Regions from separate parts of the Danio rerio genome. Here region 2 is linked to region 1. Evidence: chromatin contacts called from public Micro-C data. All regions are on one chromosome and are shown on one strand. Each heading gives the region's core, a stretch centred on a gene start, on an enhancer-like site or on the middle of the called end of the contact. The rest is flanking DNA. Distances are from core to core; before and after follow the strand shown. Region 1 overlaps evi5b (ecotropic viral integration site 5b). Region 2 holds the start of nme7 (NME/NM23 family member 7).

Evidence for each region. A called contact is a pair of places that touch in the nucleus more often than the background predicts.
Region 2: a contact with region 1 is called in a Micro-C map of caudal fin, with 3 times the contacts expected there. The contact joins the promoter of nme7 here to the enhancer-like site in region 1. A contact is called at or near these places in 3 of 18 Hi-C or Micro-C datasets (caudal fin, hematopoietic stem cells and an unstated tissue).

The regions. Positions count from the first base shown.
Region 1 is chr6:31,546,428-31,549,117 of GRCz12tu, reverse strand. It overlaps evi5b (ecotropic viral integration site 5b), which reads left to right. Exons shown (of 20, transcript XM_073954150.1): 4 at 1-182; 5 at 504-578; 6 at 805-930; 7 at 1,275-1,418; 8 at 1,617-1,706; 9 at 1,790-1,887; 10 at 1,983-2,043. Among named protein-coding and RNA genes, the nearest start is that of gfi1ab, 36 kb to the right of the region's middle. Within about 2 kb of position 1,352, at least 8 of the 62 cell types and tissues checked have an H3K27ac peak or open chromatin away from gene starts, as enhancers often do. A contact at or near this core is called in caudal fin, where this site is marked.
Region 2 is chr6:31,791,078-31,793,767 of GRCz12tu, reverse strand. nme7 (NME/NM23 family member 7) reads left to right here and starts at 1,325. Exons shown (of 12, transcript NM_130929.2): 1 at 1,325-1,617. The coding sequence starts at 1,615. It overlaps zgc:172121, which reads right to left and starts at 1,498. Exons shown (of 9, transcript NM_001114914.1): 1 at 1,294-1,498; 2 at 980-1,059; 3 at 841-908; 4 at 1-173. The coding sequence starts at 1,297.

The DNA of each region.
Region 1 (2,690 bases), core at 103-2,602:
TGTGGCAGTTGTTGTGCAATGCCCAGAACCTACCCATAAAGGAGCAGTACTCTGAGCTGCTGAAGATGACCTCGCCCTGTGAAAAACTCATTCGCAGAGATATTGCCCGTACCTACCCCGAGCACGAGTTCTTTAAAGAGAAGGACAGTCTGGGTCAGGAGGTGCTCTTTAATGTGATGAAGGTACTGTAGGCTTTCTTCATAGTCAGGGTTTGAAAAGACACAGATGTTATCGTTCAGAGTTATTTATAGGTATTACTCCAGATCTTTACCCTACATATCACCTTACATCAGTTTCTGTTTGATGTTATTTAATGACAACTTACCCAAGGAAAACACCGTCACTGGGGTTTGTGTTTAGAGTAGATAAGAGACTCGTAGGGTTGTCTGGTGGAATAACAGAACACGATCAGCACTAAACTCATGACTTTATAAATTATATAATAATGATATTCATGATATTTATAAATGATACTCCATTAAACCTTACGTTGGCATTTACAGGCTTATTCTCTGGTTGATCGAGAAGTGGGCTACTGTCAAGGAAGTGCTTTTATTGTTGGACTTCTTCTGATGCAGGTATTAACACTGTCAAAAAATACTTCATTTATAGATAATTTTTTTAACAGTCTGTATTATCAGCCTTTTTAAAGTAATATTGAAAGCTAATTTATTATGTGCTTAATAAACATGTAATCTTCGGTAATAATAATCTGGTTTATAGTTTTATTTTTTTAAATTTATGTTTGTCTATTGGAATTGTTGTTAGTTTGTATTAATATGGTGTATAATTGTGTTCTTGTAGATGCCAGAGGAAGAAGCATTCTGTGTGTTTGTGAAACTGATGCAGGAGTACAGGCTGAGAGAGCTTTTCAAACCCAGTATGGCTGAATTGGGCCTCTGCATGTATCAGTTTGAATGTATGATTCAGGTCAGTGGCATGCCAGCTATCCTTTAAAATTGATGACTTTCTCTGAATTAGTTCCTCATAAATATGTGTAGAAAGTGTACACTTTCCTCATCTTGTAAAAATCCTCACACTTGTTCATAACCTTTTTTTTTTCTTTTTAACACAAAAGAAGATATTTAGAAAAATGCTTATTGTTGGGACTCATTGATAAAGGTTTAAAACTACATTAGGCAGAATAAATGATATTGTACCTTACATTTTGGGGTGAACTAACCCTTTAAAACAAACATGCTATATGAATGATGCATAATGATTTCTCTTTTTTTACTGATGATTTTACATTCTGTCTTGTTTTCTCCCTGCAGGAGCAGCTACCAGAGCTCCATGTGCACTTCCAGGCCCAGAGTTTCCACACCTCCATGTATGCTTCATCCTGGTTCCTCACCATCTTCCTAACCTCTTTTCCTCTTCCTGTTGCCACCAGGATCTTTGATATATTCATGTGTGAGGTAAGGACATTTTATTGTCATCCTTCTCTCTCTAACACGCCTACAGTCTGTTTTGTTTTTGTATGTTTTGCATGCTAAGCTAATTGAGAACACAGCACACTTGAGTATTTCATTTGTCTGTTATCGCCCTCTGTTGGTCCCATCACGCTACTGCAATTATTTTTGGAGCTTGAACGTCATCACTGCATGTTATTACAGGGTTTAGAGATAGTGTTTCGTGTGGGGATGGCCATCCTGCAGATGAATCAGGCTGAGCTCATGCAGTTGGACATGGAGGGAATGTTGCAGGTTGAGTATCTTTAAATATTTTCTTCTCAATTATAAACTCATAATCAACAATTGCATTGATTGACATTTTCACTCTGTTACAGCATTTTCAGAAGGTCATCCCTCATCAGCTGGACAGTGGACCAGACAAAGTCATCCAGGCTGCTTATCAAGTCAAGTACAATGCCAAGAAAATGAAAAAGTGAGTCTAGCCAATCTAAAAAGAATTTGTTTTTTTTCTCAGTATGTTTGTTGACATAGAAACTTACTTAACGTTTTGAATGCCTTTATTCATAGATTGGAAAAGGAGTACACTACAATCAAAACAAAGGAGATGGAGGAACAGGTGGAGATCAAGGTGAGATGACAATTCAACACAGTGTTACCTCTTCAAATACTTTTGTATTGTTATGTAATATAGACATTTTTGAGATACATACTGTCTCTATTGTTACTGCACAATTGCAATGGTTTGACATGTGGCATTCATGTGCATGTTTAGCAACAAAGTTCAGTCCATAAAAATAGAAAGATATTCTGAAGATATTAAAGCATTTAAAGCAACGTTTTTATTCCATTAATAAAATTAAATGATGTCATGTAATTTGCGACAAACTTGGGAAGGTTATGTGATGCTCTCCACATGTAGTGAAACTATGGAGCGAAACTGATGGCAAAATGGGAAAATTTAAGTTTGTGTACTGCTGGTTGGAGAAACCTGACGCTAAAAACAACCACGTAATTTATTCTTTCAAGCTTTTGTTTCTTCCGAGCCTATCTGAGTTCTGTTGCATGGTTGTGCTCCATTCATTTATTTAACTACAGCTGTTAATTAGCAACTTTTTATTAGGTGAAAAGTTTGATACTGATTAGAACTTGAAGTGGCGATAAGGTCTTAAAATATTCTGAGTACTTATTTTAAAAGTTTTAAAAAGGTATTGAAATTACCTTTAGGATTCCTGCATATACCCTGTGTAAACAATGTTGTTTTGATGTATTGCAGTC
Region 2 (2,690 bases), core at 76-2,575, 240 kb before region 1:
CTGACATGGGTGATTGAGAGATGAATTCAGAGACTGTCTCTTTTGCCAGCTGAACTGCTGACATCATCATGTGCTGAGCCTCCTCAGGTTGAACACCGAGATATTTCACGAATCCCTCAATGCTGGCCTGATACGTAGCTGTTGTTATGACATCAGAACCACTTTGAAGATATCTATTTAGAAAAAAGTCAAATTATACATCATTATCTTTGCCACTAATCCATGACAAACGGTATAATATTTGGAGTTCAAATTAATGAAAGCAAATGTTCAACTGTCAAAGTCTGGGATTTGTTAAGATGTTGAATAATGCATTTTAAGCACACTTAGGCTGGGTAGAAACTATGTAGTACACAACGTAATATTGTGAAATATTATTAGAATCTTTTTACTTTTATTATTAGAAATTTTATTCTATTTTTACATTTAAAGATGTAATTTATTCCTATGATGACATCTGATTCTAATATACTGATTTGATGCTAAATAATCAACAGAAACTAGTCAACAGAAAGTTAAGAAGAACACAATTAACTTGAAACATAAATACTTTTAAAGGTTATTGCATTTAATATTTAAAAGTATTGGTACTTTTATTCAGTTACATTAAATGTGTAGTTTCCTAAATTTAGTCCTAAAAATAAGTGCACTGCACGTCTGTATTTTTATCAGCACCTTGATAATTATCTGCCACAAGGACAGTTCTGAAAGCAAAAGGTATATACTCATAAAAACACTATTTTAAGAGTTACATGTAGTATAAGTAATGTTAATTTTAATGGTTTACATCAGATATAAACAACGTTCATTGCTTAACAGCACAAAGAAGCTTGTAATTACCTGTAATGGACATCCTTAATAGCCTGTGGATCTGTATGCAGAACTCGTGCACTCCACAGTGGATCTCCCTGCAGTACACAGTACGAGTTTACCATTAAATTACTGACAATAGGTCTGTGTGTCATAATAACTAATTTACCTGTAACTGAAATCCACTTGCTTCGAGTTCTGTTGCTAGACCGCCATCTAAAATGAATGGACTGGAATCCATTTCAGCTGCTGAAATGAGTGGACATACCTTCAGCTTTAAACATTAAACCATTTTATGGAGAGAGTAAAAGACCCTTGTCTTGTATTATATAATGCTTGTGACATTTTAAGCTAAATCTAATGTTAGAAGGATATTAAACCGTCTAACATTTAAATATTTTCCACATAGCTCGAGATATTATTGCATAGCTCAGCAATGAACACTGAAGCATAACTAGTGTTAAAAACCCAACCATAACAAACCCATGTGCGCGCGCGTCAGTTGGCGGTAAAGGTCAGAAACGAACGCTTCCGGGTTACAGTGAGAATCGAACTAAGCAAAATATTCAACCCCCAGTCGTCTGTTTACTGAGTAGACTTCACAAATAGAAGTTGTCTTAATGTTAAAAAGGCTACGCGTTAACTGGGAGTCCGTTTCATTGCTTTATTTGTCATTAGCACGTTTGATGTTGTTGCTATGGTGATGGTGGCACATAACAGCGAGGATAAAGGAAGACGACCCACCTTCTCTTAAACAACAAACAACAGTCATTATCATTATCCATTTAATAACAAAATTCACACATGGTAAGTGGAAAATATTTTTACTGAGTTTTTAGATATGTTTGATGAAGAACTAAACTCATAGGATCATGAATGGTTATTTTAGTTTTAGCGGAAGTCATTTGCTTTTTAGCAATTCTTATTTTTTATTGTTCAGTGTCTCTAACGTACTGAGATGAACAAAGTCACAAAACCCACTATATCAAATATGTGTTGTGTGCACTAAATATAACAAATGCAACGTGCTAAACATCTCATGTGAACTGTAAGTTAATCTAACTTAGTTAATCGAGGTTACAAAAAATAAACTGGAAACTAGTTGGCTGTTTAAAGTTTTGTTAAATGAAGAATGTTTATCATGATACACTAAACAAAACGGTGTTTATAAACTTGGAATATTTGTATTGTTTTGACATATCAAACGCTGTTATTTGGTCCACCACTTGATGTCACTGTTTTCCTCCAGAAGAAATAGTTATTGGAGAAGTTGCTTTCAAAAGAAATCTCTGGCTCCTGACTGAATATGGTTTGGTGGACATTTGTAAGTTGCTTAATTTGTTATGTATCTGAAAAGTAGTTGTGTGGCCTCAGGCTCTACAACATCACAATGAAATGAAAGACGCCATATTCAGTCAGAAACTTTAATGTCAGTGTGTGGAAAAAAACATGCTTTTTTAGTGTCATTTCCACAACAGACTAAACCCTGTTATTCTGTGGGTAACGGGATATCTTCGCCATCGTCTTCTTTCTCTGTTGTGCACCTACACTGTTTATTTTCCAATTCACATTCGGTCTCCTTAATAGTGTACATTGATCCATCTCCACGCAGACAGCATGAAATGTTTGCAGTGATAGCATAGGGCCACAGCAGGTGTCTGAGAAAGTCCAAGAAGGGCTCTTGAGAGGAAAGCCCTACTTTTCACTGTGTTAGAGGCGGTGGATAAGCCTAGCTATTTCCAGTTAATTCTGCCCAGGTTCATTTACAGGAGTCAGTGATTTAGCTCTTATAGAATGTTCATTTAGATCCACCTTAAAGTGTGTTCAAATCATTTTGGTTTTATGATACAAAACCGTTAGGATGCAGTTTGTAATGGGAA